Linked DNA regions of Sus scrofa: all the other regions are linked to region 1. A link is a contact called in public Hi-C and HiChIP or PLAC-seq data. All regions are on one chromosome and are shown on one strand. Each heading gives the region's core, a stretch centred on a gene start, on an enhancer-like site or on the middle of the called end of the contact. The rest is flanking DNA. Distances are from core to core; before and after follow the strand shown. Region 1 holds the start of SSBP3 (single-stranded DNA-binding protein 3). Region 2 overlaps SSBP3 (single-stranded DNA-binding protein 3). Region 3 overlaps SSBP3 (single-stranded DNA-binding protein 3).

What was found. Hi-C and Micro-C count contacts between places; a contact is called where the count stands out from the background. HiChIP or PLAC-seq counts read pairs in DNA pulled down with a chosen protein or histone mark.
Region 2: an H3K27ac HiChIP or PLAC-seq map of skeletal muscle shows a contact between it and region 1. The contact joins the enhancer-like site here to the promoter of SSBP3 in region 1. A contact is called at or near these places in 1 of 5 promoter capture datasets (liver), 6 of 47 Hi-C or Micro-C datasets (fetal heart ventricle, liver, omental adipose tissue and 1 more) and 2 of 2 datasets of contacts at active chromatin or transcription factors (alveolar macrophages and skeletal muscle).
Region 3: a contact with region 1 is called in a Hi-C map of retroperitoneal adipose tissue, with 1.9 times the contacts expected there. The contact joins the enhancer-like site here to the promoter of SSBP3 in region 1. A contact is called at or near these places in 1 of 5 promoter capture datasets (liver), 13 of 47 Hi-C or Micro-C datasets (embryonic fibroblasts, fetal heart ventricle, fetal liver and 7 more) and 2 of 2 datasets of contacts at active chromatin or transcription factors (alveolar macrophages and skeletal muscle).

What each region holds. Positions count from the first base shown.
Region 1 is chr6:157,909,495-157,913,174 of Sscrofa11.1, forward strand. It overlaps SSBP3 (single-stranded DNA-binding protein 3), which reads left to right and starts at 2,105. Exons shown (of 17, transcript XM_021096596.1): 1 at 2,105-2,253; 2 at 3,272-3,344; 3 at 3,568-3,629. The coding sequence starts at 2,198.
Region 2 is chr6:158,023,149-158,026,828 of Sscrofa11.1, forward strand. The region is part of intron 4 of SSBP3 (single-stranded DNA-binding protein 3); the gene reads left to right. Among named protein-coding and RNA genes, the nearest start is that of SSBP3, 110 kb to the left of the region's middle. Within about 2 kb of position 1,748, at least 21 of the 83 cell types and tissues checked have an H3K27ac peak or open chromatin away from gene starts, as enhancers often do. A contact at or near this core is called in alveolar macrophages, liver, omental adipose tissue and 1 more, where this site is marked.
Region 3 is chr6:158,001,478-158,005,157 of Sscrofa11.1, forward strand. The region is part of intron 4 of SSBP3 (single-stranded DNA-binding protein 3); the gene reads left to right. Among named protein-coding and RNA genes, the nearest start is that of SSBP3, 92 kb to the left of the region's middle. Within about 2 kb of position 1,589, at least 10 of the 83 cell types and tissues checked have an H3K27ac peak or open chromatin away from gene starts, as enhancers often do. A contact at or near this core is called in alveolar macrophages, fetal skeletal muscle and retroperitoneal adipose tissue, where this site is marked.

The DNA.
Region 1 (3,680 bases), core at 855-3,354:
CTAACACCCAGACAACCAGAGACTGGGGTTCAGTGTTTCCCTTTTTCTGCCCCCTTTCCCTGCCTAGGTCATGGCAGAGAATAGAGTGCGTCCAGAGGCGTCAGTAGGGCTTGGCTGTATTCTAATTTAGGGAGGCTGTTACACTGAGTAGAACATTATTCCAAAAATGCACCCAGTCTCCTTCCTGAACCAATGCAGATCCGTTTGCTGCGGGGCATTTCTTTTTCAAGACCTCTTTTCTCTCCTCGACAGATTAAAATAAGCAAACTTTAATGGTAGTGAAAGATTCTTTATTTTGTTCTGAGTTCTTCTACTTGAAACGTGTTTTCCCCAGGACACTGACCTATCCTTTAATTGTTTGGTGCGAGGCATGTTAGGGGGAGGGGCGTTACTTGTTTATTGGAACAGCGCAGTTAAAAAAAAAAAAAATCAACCTAGGCTAACAGTTTCAAGGCTCCCCTAAAGATGTATCCAAACAGGCAGCCAATCAGCGCTTACACAGCTTTTTCTGCTTGACTCTTTTAAAGAGACAGTGCCGACAGTGTTTTATCGCATTTAAAGAGAACCGCGCTCTAAAAACAGTCTGAAAATGGGGGAGTCTTCCCCTGTTTCGTTGGTTTCTGGTCTCGAGAGTCTCTGGTGAGGGACACTCAGTGTGTCCTCGGGTTCTTGGCGTGGGCAGAAAGGAGTCAGCAGCAAATAGCTGGGTCACTCTGCCAGCCTCCCCCCCTCAATTTCCCATTGTACACCTGGGTCACTGACAATGGAAGCTTCCCCTCCCCCCACTCCTGACTCTCGTCTCCCACTCCCCAATTTAGCTCCATTTATTTGAAGTTTGCAGATTTCTGCGGCGCGCATCTCGCATCGCTGGGCGCCCAGGTGATGCCCTCCTACCCCGGGATAGCACCGTCTCCCGTGGAGAAGCCGAAGGGGTCTAACTTACTAGGGCGGGCAGACCTCCGAAATTTGGGAGCGATCACTCTGCCCTCTCTTAGCCCAAGTCCTCAGTACCTCCCTCCCGGGCTCCCTAAAGCAGGCCAAGGGCCATTTTCGCGCGACTCCACTTTGGGGTTTTCCAAAGTATTTTAATGATCTAGTAAAGGAGCAGCCGCGCGCCTCGGCGCCGGCTCGAGCCGCCCAGTTCGCAGCGTGGAGCCCCGGGCCCGGCGCTCCGAAGCCAGACTGGGCGAGGGAGAGGACAGGGGGCGGGGCAGCCGAGGGGGGAGGGTAGGAGTCTGGGGAGGGGGTCGGGGTCGGAGCCGGGGGTGGGGGTGGGTGGGGGACCGGCGAGGGGGAGGGGGAGATAAGGGCTGGGCCAGCGCAAGCTGCGGCGGGGGGAGGTGAGGGGCAGATAAGGGAGAGGGACGTGGCGGGAGGGAGCCGGCGGCGCTCCGCTCAGGGGTCCGCGCCCCCTCCCCTCCGACTCTGCCGCAGCGCCCCCCCTCGCCCCCCAGTGGTCCCAGCCTTGGAGAGCGCGGGTCGGGACCCCTCCTCGCAGGGGCTGGGAAACTAGACCTCCCCCGTCCCGATTCGTGTCCCCTCCCCACATCTACAGCAAAGAGAGGCTCGCGCCCCCGAACACCCCCGATTCGCTCGCAGGAGCAGGAACAGCGGCTCCTCGGAGGCGGCCGCAGCGGGGACTGCCGCGGTCGGGCGCTGACAGGGCGTCCCTCCCGGGCCGCCCCGGGCCCGCCCCCTCGTGCCAATTGGTCTAGGCGCCCATCAATCGCGGGACGTTGACGCCCGCCTAGCTCCCTCGCCCGGGTAGCCACGTTCGGTTGAGCTCCAAGTAGACCAGCGGCAGCGGCGGCGGCGGCAGCGGTGCTGGAGGCGCAGAGGGCGGCGCAGGCGGAGCCGGGCGGGCGGCGCGCGAGCGAGCCAGCGGGCAGCCGGGCCGACGGGCGAGCGGCGGCGGCGGCGGCGGCGGCACCGGCACCCCAGGCCGAGCCGGCGCGGGAGGAGTTCCAGGGCAATGGGGCCGCGGCCGGGGCTGACGCTTTGACAGCTGGAAAGAGCGCGGAGCCAGCGCCTGGGGGGGAGGGAGGGGATCGCGGCTAGGAAAGCGCGAGCGAGTGAGCGAGCGAGCGCCGGGGAGGGGGCCGGGAGCGAGGGGGCAGCTCGGGAGCAGCCGGAGCGGTAGCGGCGGCGGCGGCGGCGGCGGCGGCGGCGAGGCTCGGCGCCCTCTTCTCTGCAAAACATGTTTGCCAAAGGCAAAGGCTCGGCGGTGCCCTCGGACGGGCAGGCTCGGGAAAAGTAAGCCCTATTTTCCAAGTGGCGGCCGCGCTGCCGCCGGGCTGCGGGCGGGTGGTGGGAGGCAGGTGGGCGGGCGGGGGCTGCTGCGTCCCGGGCCCCGGGCCCCGGCACCGCCTGCCTGGCCCCTTCCCGAGGCCGCGGCGGGCGGCGTGGGAGAGCCCATTGTTGGGAGCCGGCGGAGGTTGGGGCATCGGGGGGCGCCGCCGGAGGATGGGGTACTTGGGGGCCGCGGGGCGTGCCGGGCACGAGGGCCTGCGGTGAGGGGTGGGCGAGGTCCCGTGAGCGAGCCTGGGCGCCCACCCAAGCCGGGGCGCTCGCCGCGGTGGCCGCACTTTGCCCACCGGGCGCGGGCAGAGGGCGCGTGGCTTCTGCAGCCCCGAAGGCTCCTTTTGTCCGCCCGCGGCGTGAGGAGTGCGTGCCGGGGGCTTTGTTCGGCCGGGAGAGCTCTCCCTTCCCTGCCCTCGGCCTCGCCGCCGGCCCCGGGCCCTCCGGGGCGCCGGGCTGGGTAGGGACGGCGGCGCCGGCTTGGCTCCAAGCTTGGGGGACAGTTGTTTTGGGGGGAGGTGGTGAGGGTGGCGCTTTGCTGTCCTCTCCGGAGCGCGCGGAGCACCCCAGAGTCCCGGACGGAGTCTCCCCGACTCTCACACCTGGAGACAGGGTGGCAAGGAGTGGGTAGGGAAAAGAAGCGAGGCTCTGGGGGTCGGATGGCTTGCGAGTTTGAGAGATCTCGGTGGGTTTGGCTGCGACGCTGCTTGGAAGTTCAAGTTCGGGGGCTGCTCTTCAGCCTCTGCGTTTTGAAGTAACGCCTCTCCTGGTCCCCATCCCCTAGCTGTTCGCACCCGTGGCTCCGGGCAGGGTCGAGGTAGCTGCTCACCTCTGGTTGGGGCCACAATGGGCCAGCGTAGACAGGGCTGGGAGCCGGCCGGCAAGGTCCAGGAGCGAGCACCCGGTGTGATCTGACGCCTTCCCTCCCTCTCCCTCTCTCTCTCTCTCTCTGTGCCCCCTGCCCACTTTCCAGGTTAGCTTTATACGTCTACGAATATTTACTGCATGTAGGAGCACAGAAATCTGCACAGACCTTCTTATCGGAGGTGAGTGGAACTTCCCCCCTCATCCAATTTCTTGACACCCCCTCGTCCCCACTATTCTTAAAGCCTTTGTTTTCTGGAGCAGCCACTGTGGCCACCATTTTGAATTTTTATCACCTTTTGGCATTTATTGTTAGTTGGTCCTCACAGCCTTTTGGCTCCGGGAAGCCCCCAGCCCACCCCTTCTCTCTGCTCCTCTAAGCTGTCTCTGCTCTCTCCCTTCCAGATTCGATGGGAAAAAAACATCACGTTGGGAGAACCGCCTGGGTTTTTGCACTCGTGGTGGTGGTAAGTTTGTGTGATAGTTGTGTGTGTGTTTGTTTTGTTCCGAGGCCCAGG
Region 2 (3,680 bases), core at 498-2,997, 110 kb after region 1:
GATCTCAGACGTGGAGAATGCCTAGGGCTCACCCTGTGTTTATAGTGATGTGTCTGTTGTTTCTTTCCATAAGCATCAAAAGCACACAGAACTCTCTGGAGAACTGCAAGCGTTGGTGGTGGGAGGCGGGGGAGGCCATTATTTGGGTTTCTTACACTGAAATTGGGGATGGTGGCCAGAGAGACAAAAGTTAGGGTGCTTGGGGAGTTCCCTTGTGGCTCAGCAGGTTAAGGCTCTGCTGTTGTCACTGCTGTGGCTCTGGTTATAGCTGTGGCATGGATTCAGTCCTCGGCCTGGGAATTTTGGAATGCTGTGGGTGTGGCCAAAAAAAAAAAGTTAAAACACTCAGAAAAATGCACTTCTCTGGGCCTGTTTTCTTACTGGTAGACAGCAGTGCTACCTCCTTTCCCGGGGGTGTCGAGGAGTTTATCGTACCCCTTTCCCTCTCTCCTGGTCTCTGGGATGGGGATGAAAGGGCACTTGCTTCTTTCCGTGTGTCCTCTCTGCCTTCCTGCATCCATCCTCTCCTCCTGGGGACTTTGGGGAAGAAGCTCTGGTGTTAGGACAGCCCTCACTGGGGCCTGAGGGCCTGGCTGTGCGAGCTGGGGCTTCTGTCCCCTCCCTGTGGCCCGCGCTCAGCTTGCTTGGCTGGGAGTTCAGTGTGTCACCTGCTCGGTTCACCATCGCAACAGGACCTCAGCCACCTTACTTGGACTGAGCCGAGGCCCCGGGGCAGGAAGTCGCAGGTAGTTTGCAGCCCAGGCTGAAACCCTGATCCTGGGACCCTCAGGCCAGAGCTCTTTTCTCTCCTAATAAAGAGGGGAGGCTGAGGCAGTCCGCATGGCTTTATTGTGGCTGAGCGGAGGTGAGACCCACGTGCTCTGATCTGGAGCACGCTCGCCCGTGCCCTGGCCCCACCGTGAGCGACCCGAGGGGACGTGGCTCACCGCCTCCTGAGGCGTGTCCGTCTGACGCTCAGATCTGGAGAAGCTTTCAGGAGCTCAGAGCATCCATCGCTGGACCCCGGACCGTCCCTCAGCCACGGGAGAGCACGTCCACTCCTCGCACGTGACGGCAGCTGGCTATTTGGAGGCAGGGATCCTGTGTCACTCACTCCCGTGTGTCATCTGAACCTATTTTTAACACCAGCTGGTTCTGTCTCTTCAAGTTGCCACGGCTCTGTTTTGTCCAAGCTGCAGAATGAGCGCCTCTGTTGTCCAAACGGATTCTCTTCTGTGGTCTGTACATAAAACCAAGAGGTCTCTTCCTGTCCCTTCTCCTCTTTTGACCTCACTCCTCTCTGCCTTGGCCTCTGTCTGGGTGATGAGATTCTCTGTGTGCCCTCAGCTACATCTTTGGTTTGTTGATGCTGCTAAAATTCCTTCTAGGAGACTTGGCCCAGAGGGCGCCAGGTCACTCCGATATTTTGCACGGAGTGACGAAGGCTCTGTCTTGATGATACCCATGCAAACAACCCCTCTCCCTGGGACGAGAGCATCCCCCACAGGCCTTTGTCTCTCCATGCAGGAGTGCCACCCCCCTTTCCCCTGCCCCTGCCGGTGTCCTGCACCGCCCAGCTGAGGGCACACAGCCACGGGGCCGTGTGCCCCTGGTGTCCTGGGTGCTCGCTGCGTGGCCCGTATTGCATTTCAGTCAAGGAAAGCTGCACTTGGCGGTGTCACATGCGGGCCCCGTGCTGCTACACGCCTGAGCGTTGAGGTGGGGCCAGGAGGGACGGGACGTGCAGGACAAAGTTCCCCTTTGCAGCCTTGTAAATCAGTCAGGAGAGCTTGGCCAACCTGGCAGCAGTCCCGCCCTTCTCCCTGAGCATTTGTTTTTATTCAGGCTTCCAGGAGCTTCATGTGTATAGAACTGTTTTTAAAAGAGAGGAAAAATAGGTGGGGGATCCCATGCTGGTCTGTGAGGGAAGCTGCCTGGGGGGTCTTGGGGTGGGGCTCGCAGGTAACATCAGGGACATCCCCTAGGGCCCCACTTGCTGAAGGGAGCCTGAACGCTGGTCACCTCTCACAAGTTAATGCAAGATACGAGGTGGGAGGCCCCTGGGAGCTTGTCTCTTGGTGCCTCTGGACTGACCCCGCAGTTCCTGGAGCCACAGGGGAGTCCTTGCTGCAGAGCGAGGACAGGGCCCAGCACTGCATCCAGGACTCGCTGGGTCTGCTGTTTGTGGCGCTGTGGATACTCTGGGGGGTGCGGTGGCTTTGTCAGTGATGCGTTGGGATGCCTGGCACAGGGTAACGTAGGGTCAGGTGGGCCTCTCAGAAGTCCTGGGCCACCCTTCTGCTTGGAGCTGTTCCCCACTGCCTGGAGCAGGAAATTAAGATTCCCTAATAGCACAGGTTCCTCCGGGCTGCTCAGATCCCACGGCCAAATCCAGGTTCAAATCCAGCTTCTCCATGGGAGGGGCAGGCAGTGGAGGTGCATGTGCTTTATTCTGGGGCAGGGAAGTTGGCAGCCAGGTTTGGATGGCAAGGGAGGCCTGGCGGTGGAGGGGCACGTGTGAAACCAGCTGGCATGTGTCCGGAACAGACCAACAAGGCTGAGGGGCTGCTGCCCCGGCGGTGGTGCAGACACCCTGGACTCGTAAAGAAACCCTACTCTTCAGAGAGGAAGTTGTGGGATGAGCCCTGCTTGGAAGTCTCCCTGGCCGCGAACAAAAAAATAAAATGCTTTGCAGGGAGGGGAACCTTCACAGCTTCAGGCAGATGTCTGAAGGCACTTCAGGCTTTCCAAGTGAATGATAAGCCGGAGGCTTGGAGGAGGCGGCTGCAGCTTAGAGTGGGCCACACCGCCCGCCCTGTGCAAGGCCTGTTTTCTATTTACAGAAGAATTTTCATTAGTTTAAAAAAAAAAAAAAAAAAGAAAAGAAAAAAAAGCATGAGTTACCCAACCGCGTGCCCAATTCGATTCTGCTTTTTTAATGCATGTCCGCGTGTGTGCATATACAGAAACATGTTGGTGAGGGGGGCTCAGGGGTGGGGGCAGGGGGCGGGGAGCCCAGATGTCACCCGCAGGCTCTGAGAACAAATGGGTTTCTGGATGGTCTTTGACCTCTGAACCGGGTCGTGCGGCCGAGTGTTCCAAGGCGTTGGATTGAGTTTTGACCCCTAAGTGTTCTGTGGTGAACGGGGAAGAGTTACAATTCCTGTTTCTGCAGGAGCTGCTCTTTCCAGCCCCAGCCCCCTGGGTGTAGGCCTGGGTCGCGGAGAGGAGCGTGGGGGAGGAGCCCTAGAGGTCCTCTCTCACCCCACCCCTGGACACGTGGGGAAGCTGAGGCCCAGAGCAACAAGAGACTTGCCCTCTGGCTCCCTCCCAGCCGGACCGAGCCCATGCACGCGGTCTCTGGCTTCTGAGACCAGCCCTCTTTCCGCTCCTGCTCCAGTGGGGGGGGCTCCATCCCCTGCTCCTGCCACAGCCCCGGCGTGGCACAGGCCTCAGTGAATGTCAGGGGTTTTCCGTTTGGGTTTTGTGTTTTTAGAGAAAACTCACAGGAGACGCTTTGCTGAGTGTCTTAATGGAGCTCTAACTCAGAGTTGGAAACCGCAGGGAGAGGCCCATTCCTAGCAATCCAGAAAGGCCCGCTTCCACATGGCCAGGTTGGAGCAGGTCTTTGAATAATAAAAAGTATAATCATTTATGGAATACCTGCTGTATGCCTCACA
Region 3 (3,680 bases), core at 339-2,838, 91 kb after region 1:
AGGTCCTCCCTCGGAGAATAAACATATCACCAGGATTGATTACCCGATTGGTCCCCGGGCAGCTGGTTCTGGCCTGCATCTGGAGCCGATTTCTCCGCTGTCACACACCCATTGTCTTGGATTGTTCACTTCCACAAATCAGAGGTTGCCTTCGCCACCCTAACCCTACCACGACCCCCAGATGCTTGTTTGTCGGTCGAATGAACACTTCCTGCTCGATGAGAAAGAAAAGGCCCGCAGCACACGTGGGCCGCCCTCAAGTCCCTCTGCTCTGATGCAGACAGGATGTTCCCATCCCAGCCCCTCCCCGGCCTCTCCCGCCCTGGGCCTGCCTCTCCCAAGTGGATGCACAGTGGAGGAGAGGTTTCCAGGAAGCTGGACCATCAGCCCCCCACACCAGAGGGGGAGCTTGGAGGGGAGGTGACCCCTGGGGCTTCAGCCGTGCGCTGTCCCCAGGTGGGACCGCAGGTGAGCCCCTGCACCCCCTGACATGGAGTTTGGTCTGGTGCGAACAACACGATGGGACTTAGAACCTGTGACAACATGACGGGACAGCCCTGAGGGCCCAGGGAGGGGGGTCGCTTGCCTTTGGGCCCGGGGGCGGGGCCCTGAAGGAGGAGCGGGGCACTGCCTTCTCCGTCCTCTAGGAAATCCTGCCTGTTCTTCGAGGCTGATGGAGAGCCACACCCTCCTTGTGAAGAGAAGCCCCTCTGACCACTCACCGCAAACAATCTTCCTTTCCTTTGAGATCCTGTAACATTCAGAGCTGGTGCCATGCGCTGGAGCCCTTTTCCTGCGGGCTGTGGCTTTGCTGCACAAGAATGAGAAAGGCCGATGGGCCAGTGCGTGCTGGGCGAGGCGGCTGGGTCTAGGCTAAGACAGATGTGCAGGAGGACCCGGCCAGCTGTGGGGTGCACGGAGCGGGAGGCCCGGCCTCTGTAGCTGTCAGTCCACAGAGCCGTGGGCTTTGGGTAGCGTAACACAGGGGCCATTTCTGTGCGCTGTCTTCTTGGCTTTTCATGGTGATGGTAATTTTGGCTCGTTCTCCCTCTGCAGACCTCATAGAAATCGGATCCTCTGCTATGCACTGGGCAGTGGGGGTGGCAGCAGAAGGGTTTGGTGTAGTGGGGCTGCTTTCCTGAGCCTGCTGACTTGCAGCCCCCTCCCTGAGCAGTGAGGACAGTGGTGGTGGTGACACAGCCCTCGTGTCATACTCTTGTGGGCTGCGTGTCCAGCCCCTGTGCTTCTGGCGCGGGCCCTGTGGGGTAGACGCCATCTGGGGCTCTTGTTGGTAGGGTCCTTTATCGTTTTCCAAGCCCTTTGCCGCTGCTGTCCTTGGCGAGCCCCACAGCAGACCTGCGAATTAGGCTGGGTGCGTGTCCCCCGGGGTCTGGGGATCTAGTAGGGATCGGACCCAGCTTTGCCTTCCAGGTTCCCCACCACCCTTGTGCTGCTTTCTGGCTTTTGTTCAGAAGCAGAGCTCTCCCAGCGTGGCTTGGCTTTTCCCGTGGGTCTGTTCAGCCTAAGAGGACCTGGGTCCCTGCTCAGAGCTGTCGCTGGGTTTCTGCCTTGAGCCCTGGCTGCCCAGGGCCAGACTGTCCCTCTGCTGCCCCCTTCTGGGATGGCCCGTTCTCTCCCCAGGCCTGTCCCTACCTCTCTTTCCCATCAAAGACTCAGCAGATGTGGCCAGAGCAGGGAGCAAAGTCGGTTGGTGGTGGGCATCAGTGACACAGACCCTGGAGAGAGGAGGGCGGGGACCTGGCTCCTTCCAGCTGCCATCAGCCCGCAGTGCAGAGAGCATCGGACGTGCCCGACTGAGACCAGACTCACTCCCTCAGCTCCCCTTGTCCCGTAAAGTGGAGTTGTGCCCTTGCCCGGCGCACGTGTGGTAGGCATTTCAGTGGTCTGACATGCCAGCCAGTGAAAATACCATAAAACTGCGGAGTAGTGAAAACACCTATTCCTTAGGAGGAGGAGAGGCAGAGCCCAGCGCCCAGCCTTCCGACTCTCACCCTGGGATTCTGCCCACCCCAGCCCCACTTTTCCACTTAGCTCCTGTTCTCCCCTTGGTCGTCGGGGCTCGTGCTTTGCAGAGTGCATCAGGGAGCCACTTATCCCAATTAAAACAGCCAGGCTGGGGGGCGGGAGGAAATGGGCCAGGGTGTGTTGGGAATGTTTTCGCTAATGCAGGGAGTGCTTTTTAAACGGCAGGTAGAAAACTTTTTTTCTCTTTGTAGATCAATTAAAGACCCTTCTTAAAAATTAACCCCTGGAAGCTGTGTCGGTGGGCTCTGTTTTCCTATGTAGACCCAATCTGCAAACTAACTCCCCTCCAAAAAAAGAACCCCATCCTCTCAATGCCTTTAGAAATGTCTCTGAAAGGTGACCAAGTGTGTTTTAAAGGAGCTCCACCACCTCGATAAATGCCACCAGGTAGTGACGGAGCCTGCGGCTCCCCGAGGAGAGAGGAGAAAGCCTGGCTGAGCAGTGGAGAACCGTCGAGGGAGGGCGGGAGGCCGGCTGCACCTCCCCAAGGTCCACACAGCCTGCCCGCAGCAGCAGCAGGCATGAGGCGGGCATCTTGGAGCCGGGCAGATGGCCTTCACCTGCTCGGGACGCGCTCCCCGGCGCTGGGGCCCTCAGAGTTGCAGGGATAATAACAGACAGCTGCCAGCTCTGCCGAGGTCTGCGGGCATTCAAAGGCTTGGAAGTGTGCGGGGAGAAGGAGCCGCCTGCCCCTGCCGCAGCTCGCCTTTTGTTTTGAGATTTGTGCCCCCCTCCCTCCCCGGCATCAACATCCGAGCAACAAGAGCGTTTTAATAGAGGACAGTTCTGTTTTGGAAACGACAAGAAAGCGCCTTGTCGAGTGTGACCTGGCCTCTCCTTTGTCCGGCCTCCCCCGCTTTGTGTGTGCCTGCAGTGGGCTTTGTTCCAAGGGCCAAAGGAGTTGGACGTGGATTTGGTGTGTTCCTGGGGTTTTCTTTCTTTCGCCTTTCTTGGCAGCGGCGAAAACTCGCGGTTATTTTGGAGCACAGGGCATGTGGGGAACGGGATTTTCAAGGGACCACTCCAGGGTCTTTGAGCTACCGTGCGGTGTCAGGAACAGTGAGTGGCAGCGGAGGCAGCTTGCTGACCGCCTGGCATTTTCTTAGCCTGTTGGGTACCTGTGTGAAGGGGCAAATAATTTCTCACAGTACAGTCAGCCTCGAATCCTAGTAGGGACGTTTCCCCGAATATCAGTGGAATGCCAGACTGACTGTCTTGAGAACCCACTTTGTTTTCCATCTCGCTCTGTGCAGAGAAAGGATGCTGGTGTTTCTTGGTTATCTGGTTAGCGCATCGTGGCTAAGGTCTGGGCAGGGTGGTGTGACAGCAGCAGCATCCCCTCTCTTTAGGCTGCTGGCAAAATGGTGTATTGTTTGGGGGCAGCTCAGTGTGATGTAGTCTCATAGAGATGTTCGAACCTTCCTCTGAACAGGGCTCAGGCCTCACTCCTTTAGGCCAAGACTGGAAAGCAGGTCTGCCAAACAAACATGGTGTTGATAAGATGAGGAAAATCTCCATGGTGACCTTAAAATGCTCAAAATCAGCATCTTCTGTGCGCTTACAGGTGTGCCTTGTGCCTCGTGTGCTGCATCAAGAGTGCGGTATCACTCTGCTACGGTGGTCATCAGCCCAGC